2 separate regions of the Canis lupus genome follow, and region 2 is linked to region 1. The links are chromatin contacts, called in public Hi-C maps. All regions are on one chromosome and are shown on one strand. The core of a region is the stretch at or near the end of the contact, and the rest is flanking DNA. Distances in the headings are between cores, read along the strand shown. Region 1 has its middle 17 kb from the start of RABAC1. Region 2 holds the start of CD79A (CD79a molecule).

Evidence for each region. A called contact is a pair of places that touch in the nucleus more often than the background predicts.
Region 2: a contact with region 1 is called in a Hi-C map of blood, with 4 times the contacts expected there. The contact joins the promoter of CD79A here to the enhancer-like site in region 1. A contact is called at or near these places in 5 of 9 Hi-C or Micro-C datasets (amygdala and blood).

The regions. Positions count from the first base shown.
Region 1 is chr1:113,101,951-113,106,060 of UU_Cfam_GSD_1.0, reverse strand. No RefSeq gene overlaps it. Among named protein-coding and RNA genes, the nearest start is that of RABAC1, 17 kb to the right of the region's middle. Within about 2 kb of position 1,735, at least 2 of the 20 cell types and tissues checked have an H3K27ac peak or open chromatin away from gene starts, as enhancers often do. A contact at or near this core is called in blood, where this site is marked.
Region 2 is chr1:113,152,475-113,156,584 of UU_Cfam_GSD_1.0, reverse strand. It overlaps CD79A (CD79a molecule), which reads left to right and starts at 1,827. Exons shown (of 5, transcript NM_001313834.1): 1 at 1,827-1,999; 2 at 3,416-3,739; 3 at 3,904-4,022. The coding sequence starts at 1,921. It overlaps LOC119867179 (a long non-coding RNA gene), which reads right to left. Exons shown (of 3, transcript XR_005354594.1): 2 at 3,004-3,153; 3 at 1,210-1,269.

The sequences.
Region 1 (4,110 bases), core at 486-2,985:
GGTCAAGGGAAGGCAGAGGGACCGACCCACAGGGGAGCGAGACAGAGAGACAGGTGAACACAGACTGGGACAGAGATGAACAGGGGACAGAGACGTAGGCGGACAGAGGGGCAAGGGTCGGGCAGGCAGAGGACTGAGCTCTGGTTGAGAGAGGAGACTGGGCATTGGGGATGCGCAGGTTAGGGGTCGGGCGGAGTGGGGACAGACTGGTGTTAGACGGAGGGACGCTGTGCTGATGTAAAGGCTCGGGGACAGCCAGTTTGAGAGACAGACAGGGCCGTGTGGACAGAAGGACAGTGTGACGGGGGGGTGGGGGGTGGGGAGGGGATGACCGATGGATCTAGAGAGGGGAGATGTAAGGAAGAGGGAGCCCTGGGGAGCAGGCAGTGAGAAGACAGGGAGACGGAGAGATAAGGAGGTGCAGGCACAGAGCAAAGGGCAGAGATAGAGATGGGCAGACACTCATGGGGAGACAGAGGGACACTAGACGTGGATGGAGAAAGACAGGCTGACACAACCCGGAGAGAGAGCCTGGCAGGTGGACAGAGGGGTACAGAAGAGCCAGGGCCCCAAAAGCCAAGTGGACACCCTGAGATGGAGCAGAAAGCGGTACGTGGGGGTGAGGCTGAGCCCAGGATTCGGGGAGACTGTGGGCTGGGGGGGTTCCAGGCCGAGGGGCCTCCCAAGGCACAGCTTAGGAGTGAAGCTGGGGACCCGGCTCCCCTGGTCAGGGTCTTTGCCCGCCACCCCCTCCTAATCCCCCCCCACCCGGCGGGCTGCCCGGCGGAGGCGACAGATTGAGCGATGAGACGCATTACGCACTTAATCCGCCTGATTGAATGTTTTGCTTTCGCCCAAATTGAAACATTAAACAACACGGGACGAGAAGAGGCGGCCGCAAATCACTCATGAAAGATTCATCTTCTCCCCGGCAGCCGCCACCGCCCGCCTCCACCGCAGCCCGCCCCAGCCGGGAAGCCTGGGGTGGGGGTGGGGGGCGGGGGCGGGGGCGGGGCAGTGCCCCCGCCCACCGCTGGGGCCCCAGCCCTCGTGGCCCAGCCAAGTTCTTCCCACTGTCCAGCCATCCCACAGGTGGTCTGAGCCGTGGCCTCAGATCTCTGGACCAGCTCCAGCAGGCAGCATGACCTTGGCCCTGTCCCTGTCCCTCTCTGGTGGGGAGCCCTTTCAGTCCTCTCCGGAGTCCACCTCTCTAGATCCCTTCGGGGACCAGCCCAGGACCCTGAGGCATGGAGGGGGCCGCTCAGTGTTGGTTTGGGGGCAGGGGGAGTGAGGTCGGAGAGCCTCCTCTCTGTGCAGGTTCTAGAGCCAGAACTGGGGTGGCATCTGGGGTGGGTGAGTCAGAGGGAGGTGGCTACAAGTTGTGTCAGCATGAATGGGAACAGGAGGATGGGGAGTGTGTGTGTGTGTGTGTGTGTGTGTTTTCTGCCACTTGGAGCTGTGTGTCTCTCTACCTTGTATGAACGGCTGTGCTTTCTGTTCTGCTCTGTGTTGTTGTAACTTGCTTTGTGACTGTGCCTGTCTCTCCATCTGTGTCACACCTTTGTGATCCTGGGTGTGTGGCTGTAACTCCATGGGCCTATGGAGGTCTGTGTGCCCGTCTGTGTCTGAGTGTAACTTTCTCTGTGTGCACCATGCGTGTGGTATTTGTGTGTGAGTGTCTGTGTGACTTCAAGGGTGTGACTGTGTGTGACTTCCTCTGTGCTTATCTGTGGGTACCTGTGTGCTTGGGTCTGTCTGTCTGTCTGCTTGGATTTGTGTCTATGTGCTGCTTGCTCTGGGTCTGACTTGGGGCTCGTGTTTAACTGTTTCACATCCAGGTCTGTTTTGTGCATCCCTGTGTCTCTCTCTCTCTCTCTCTCTCTGTCTCTGGGTATTTCTCTCTCTGTCTCTGGCACCTGCTAGGGACAGAGACAAGTCACCAGAAGAAGTAGGGCTGGGGTGAGCAGCAGGGGAGAGAGGAGGCAAAAGAGACAGAGAGAAAGACAGGACAGTGGTGCCGCTTGAGAGCCGGGGAGCAGGGAGCAAGCGCGGGGGAGTTGAGGGGGAGCCGTAGTGGGCGCCACGGCCGGAGCGGGTGATCAATATTCGATTTAGGTTTTAATTCCGGGGCTTTCGGAGCCTGTCAGCCCTGATGTATGAGCTCACACCGGGGCCGCCCAGCCAGCCACCCCACGGATGCCCATGGCCTGGTGGCCTGTCCTGGCCCCAGCTCCCTTGCCCTGCTGGCAGCTGGCTATGGAAGAGGGGGAAGGGGGGATGGGCCCAGAGGCAGAGGGAGGGGCTGCGCTTGCGAGTGAGCAGGAGTTCACAGCTGAGTTCACACCTGGCCACTCACTCACCTAGCGTACCTGCTGACCTGCTCCTTCCTGCCTGTGTTGGAGGGAAACAGGAAGGAGACCCAGGCCCTGTCCCAAGGGACCTGCAGAGCTCCTCGCTGCTTCGGGGACTCCCTGTAGCGTCCCACAGCCTGCTTATGGGCATTAGTCACACACACGTCCAGGTACCACACAGCCCTGGGCTCCTGCATCCCCGTGCATGCACAAACATTACCATTCACATGTCCACACACACGTCTCTGGACTCAAACACACATGTGTACACACACACTCAGACATGCATATCCATACATGCATCCTCTGACATATGCATGTCCACACGCATAACCCCAAGGCACACACAGACACGAAGATAAAGGTTACACATTGATGGGAAGTCGGATCAACGTGGGGGACAGTCGCCTGGCAAGGGAGCAAGAGACAGGGACAGAGAGACACAAAAACTCAGAGACAGAGACTGACACAGGGACAGAGATGGAAGAGACACCCGCAGGTCGAGAGAGCAACAGAGCAAAACTCAGGGGGCAGAGGCAGAGCCGTTCGGGAGAAGCCAGGGGAGGCCCCAGGACAGGTGGTGAGGGCAGTGGGCGGCAGTCAGTGCCGGAGGGGGATGGGGAGCTCTCCCTGCCTCCCCAGATGCCCCCCCAAACCCTGTCTCTCTCTCAGGAAGATGGATCCACCGCCCTCCCCGATGACAATGCTGTCTGCGCAAACTTTAATTAACACTTTGAGTTAATTAGTTCGAGATCATTTAGGAGTAAAATGTTTTTATTAGGGAGGCTGCGAGCCTGTTGATGGATGGGGCGCGATTCGCTCTTCCGCCCGCGGGGACAGCCGGTAAACAGAAATCAATCAGGGGCCTCCCAACCCAGCCCCCCCCCCCAGTGCCAAGCTCCCAGCCTAGGGCCCCCGGAGTCCGGGCTCCCAGCCCCCTCTCCTCCCGGGGCGGGAGTCCTGGTCCCCAACCTTCCCCTCCCTCAGGATCCAGAAGTTCCTATAAGGAGCCCACTTGTCTCTGGGACCCAGGCTTCCGACCCCCCAGCTCCATCCTCCCCCTCGGACCCCCTGAAGGCCTAGAGCTGGGGGCCGAGCCACTGCTGGGGGCGCTGCCTGGGCTGCTGTGGTCGGACCCTCCTCGGCCCCCTGGTCGGCGCCCCCGGAACTTTCTCTGGGTGGCCTCCTGTCTCGCTGCCGGCCGGTCGGGGCCCTGCCCTGGCCCCGGGTGCGCTCCCGCAGCCCCTCCCGCCCCCCGACGGCTTCATCAGGTGTCTGGGCCGCGGGCGGGGGCCGGGCGGGGGCGGAGGGGGCGGAGGGGGCGGAGGGGGCGGGGGGGGGCGGGGGCTCCGGGGCCGATAAATCTTCATCAGGCGGCGGCGGGGGGGCCATTAGGCGCTAATGGGAAGATGGAGGGGCCTGTCGGCCGCGCGGGCCGGGCCTCATTTGTCCTGCTTCCCGCTCCATTGGCCGCCGCCCCCGCCCCGCCCCTCCCCCGCCGCCGCCGCCGCGCGCCCCATTTCCGCTTCAAACCTTTGCAAGGGCTGGGGGCGCTGGGGGAGCCCCGAAGGGAGAGGGAGCCGTAGGGCGGGAGTCAGCCGCGGGGGGGGCGCAGGGCGCTGAGCGGCGGGGCTGGGTCGCGGGGGCAGAGCCTAGACCGTGGGCGGCTCGGCCGAAAGCGGGCGGAGGGGGAGGAGCGCCGGCGGGTCCGAGGGGTCCGCGCGCGGGGAAGCCCTGAGAACTCCCCGGAGGAGGGGGG
Region 2 (4,110 bases), core at 578-3,077, 50 kb before region 1:
AGGGAGTGATCCTGGAGACCCAGGATCGAATCCGTCAGGCTCCCGGTGCATGGAGCCTGCTTCTCCCTCTGCCTGTGTCTCTGCCTCTCTCTACCTCTGTGTGTGACTATCATAAATAAAAATTTTTTAAAAAATTAAAAACTTATGAAATGCTTCAAGTATGCAAAACTTCCTATTCCTATTCCTGTGAGAAGAACCCGTGGACACACTACCCAGCTTAAAGAAGTAAAACAAGACCTAAAACCAAGATGGGCAAAGCCCTCTATCCCTCCCAGTCCCAGCCCTCCCTTCCCCCCCAGAAGGAACCCCTCTCAGGAATTGGATGTCACTCCCCCGCACAGTTCACACCTCAAGTACAGGTGCACGTGTCCCTAACGGCACCCGATGTCGTTTCGCCTTTTGGAAACAAGTCAACTGTTGCATGCTACATGTTTTTTGTCATTTTCATGCCGTTTCTGAGATGCAGCCATGTTGACAAGTAGAGCTCAGCTTCTTCCTCTGCGGAGTGCTACTCCACGGGCTGCCTACATCACAATGTGTGCATCCCATCTCCCTTACATGGACTCTTTGTTTCCACATTTGCTACTAAAAATGTCCCTGCAGTAAAATTTTTTCCTAAGTGTCTCCTTATGCGTGAGCGTGATGGTCCCCCGACTGCTCACAAACATCTCAACAATCTCTTGTAATTCCCCACCCCCACTCCTCGGACTCAGTTTCCTTCCACATGACCTACAATGATGCTCCAAGGTATGTGGGCACACGTAAGTGACTTTGAATTTCTGCTCCACCACTCCCAGGCCGTATGACACCAGGCAAGCTACGGCATCTCTCTGGGCCCGTTTTCTCTGTACAATGGGGCGGGGCCTACCTTGCCCACTTGTGGGGAGGCTGACTTGCCTCAAGAACCCTCCGTGGCTCTAACTTCTCACTCAGGTGCTGGGAACATCATCTCATGTTACAACACCGGAGTTATTCTCATCCTCTTCTCTAAATGCTAAGGCTGGGGTGCCCAGCTGGCTCAGTCAGTAAGAGCTGGTGACTCTTGACCTTGGGGTTGTGAGTTTGAGCCCCCTGTTGAGTGTAGAGATTACTTAACAAAATTTTTTTAAGATTTTATTTATTCATGAGAGACACAGAGAGAGAGAGAGACATGCAGAGGGAGAAGCAGGCTCATGCAGGGAGCCCGACATGGGACTCAATCCGGAGACTCCAGGATCAGGCCGTGGGTCAAGGGCAGGCACCAAACCGCTGAGCCACCCAGGCGTCCCACTTTAAAATTAAAAAAAAAAAAAATTTAATGCCAAGGCTCAGAATAGGAAGCCACCCCTAGTCATAGAGCTGGTCGACCTGCCTCATTTTTTTCCTCATGAGCATTAGTAGTAACCACTTTTTACTGAGCAGCTACTATGGGCTGGGCCCTGTGTTCAGAGCTTTGCATGCACAACCCCTTTGAATCCTGGGTTCCAGCACCAAGAAGTGAGGACATGGAGGCTCAAGAGAGGAGATAAGCTTTGCCTACAGCCAGTGAAGAGCAGAGACCAGGCCCAGAAGCTCCGGGCCGGCAGATCACCAGTAGGCAAGAGACACCTCAGACTTTGGCTCCTTCAGGCTTCCTTCCCAGGGCTGGCCTGTGAGGAGCCAGGCCTCGACTGGTCTCTTTCCCCCACCCAGCAACCTCCCCTCAGGGGAATTGTGGCCACAGGTGCAGGGAGCGGTTTCTCTCCACTCCGGGCCTGAAGCACAGTGACAGGGGCTGCCCCCCCTCCTCCAGCCCACAGCTGAAGGGGCCCAGCCGTGGGGCCATTGGAGCCCATCTCCGGCAGGGCTGGGCAGGAAGTGGGGCGGGGTTTCGGGGCAGCCGAGGTGGAATCTGGTACCCCAGGACTGCTGCTCCCCAGACCAACCACCCCACTGGGAAAGATGCCTGGGGGTCCCGGACTCCTCCAAGCGCTGTGTGCCACCACCTTTCTCCTCTTCCTAATCTCTGCTGGTGGCCTGGGTACGTGGCTAACAGGCTGGTGCTGGGAGGTGGGGGCTGGTGGGGCGGGGAGGACTGAGGAGGCTGGAGAGAGGGCAGAGGCAGAGACGAAGGCACTGGGAGTGGAAGTGAAGAGCCAGCAGGTGTAGGGGGGTGCCGGGAAAGCCCCTAAAGAAACTGCATCCACCTGCTTGACCATCCTGAGCAGGCCGCAGGTCCGAGGGGAGGCTGCAGGGGATTCGGCAAAGTTGAAGGGGTGTCCACAGCCACATGGACGGAGAACAGGGCGACAGACGACTTCCCCACCCCCTCATCCCCACAGGTCAAAATAAGGAACTAAGGTTGCCCTTGACTGAGCTCCAGAGCTGGGGGCAGGAAGGGGACTTGGGGGTAGCTCTCAGCTTCAGAGAGAAGAAACAGCTTTCTCCTTCTTTGCCTTGAATCTCCGTCACCCCACTGTGTAGGGAACCCCTTCTCAGTGCTGGGGAAGGGGGCTCCTCATCAAGACACTGCCCTCCTGGGGCTTCCTCCCCACCTCCACCCCATACAATGCCAGCTGGTGGGGCTGTGACTGTCCGGGTTACACACTGGGAGTGGGGCCAGGGATTGGCTCCCACGCCCCTAAGGTTGCTGCTTCTTTCTCCACCTCTTCCTCCTCCTCTCTCCCTCACCTCCCACCTCCTCCCTCCAAAAGAAGCAGAGCCAGCCAGGTGGGTGGGCCTGCCTGGGGGACTGGGAGCTGGGGTTTCCCCAGCAGCCAACCACTTCGCTGAGGCCCTCCCCTAACCCCCCACCCCCACCCTCCGCACACCCAGTTGCCAACCTAACTCACTCCTGACCCCCAGGTCTACACACACAAGTTACAAAGAACAAGACGGGTTTGAGGTCACAGGGCAAGGTAGGCCCAAAGGCTCAGACTTTGAGATGCTAGCCTCTCTTGCTGCCCTGGTGATGCCAGGCAATCAACGCATCCTCCTTGGGCCTTAGCTGTCCCACCTACAAAATGGGATAATGAGAGAACCTACCTCGAAGGGGTTAGTGAAGATTACACCAGATAAAGTGCCAGGTGCCAGGAGAAGCTGGGGGCTGGGAAAGCGAGCCTGGAAGGCCTTCAGGAGGAGGAGGTGATGCCCAGACTGATCCTGGAGGTTGCTACCTGGTCCAGGGCACTCCTACTGCAAGGAAATCAAATATCCAAACGCCACTGAGTTCTCTGGGGGCAAAGGACAGAGCGCAGGCAGGGAGGGTGGCAAGAGATGGCGCTGGTGAGGTGTGGGGACCTGCAGGGGTGTGTCACCACCCCAAGGTGTCTTACACTCCTCCTCGGGAGTGTCTTCAACACCCTCCGCACATACACACACACAAGCGCCCAGGGGTGCTGCTGCTGCAGGCCAGAGCTGGGGCCCATCCACAGTCCCTGTCTCCTCCTCTCCACAGGCCCCGGGAGCCAGGCCCTGTGGGTGGACGGGGGCCCGCCATCGATGACGGTGAGCCTGGGGGAAACAGCCCGCCTCCAGTGCCTGCATAACCGCAGCAGGCTGTCCAGCAAGCTCAACATCACGTGGTGGCGCGTCCTCCAAGGCAACGCCACCTGGCCCGACATCTTCCTGAGCTACGGCAAAGGCCCCAATGGCGAGCTGACCATCGACACTGTGAACAAGAGCCACATGGGCATGTACCGATGCCAGGTGGAGGAGAAAGATCTCAACCAAAAAATCCTCAGCTCCCAGCAGTCCTGCGGCACCTACCTCCGCGTGCGCGGTGAGTGCCAGCCCTGGTGTGGCTCCCAGGCCACCCGGCCATGCTGCCCCATCTGCGCCACCAGGATGGGGCCGCGGACATCAGAGGGTGGGGACAGGGCTGGGAGGCCAGGAGGGTTGGGGCGGGGAGGCACCAGTGCTCTGAGCAGCACCCCCTCCTCCCAGAGCGGCTCCCCAGACCCTTCCTGGACATGGGAGAGGGTACCAAGAACAACATCATCACAGCCGAGGGCATCATCCTGCTGTTCTGTGCCGTGGTGCCTGGGACCCTGCTGCTGTTCAGGGTGAGCCCCCCGGTGGACCGGGACCCTCTGACGCTGAGGTCCCCTCCTAGCATGGGAGGGTGACAGCCCCATCCCAAGGCTGAGGGGC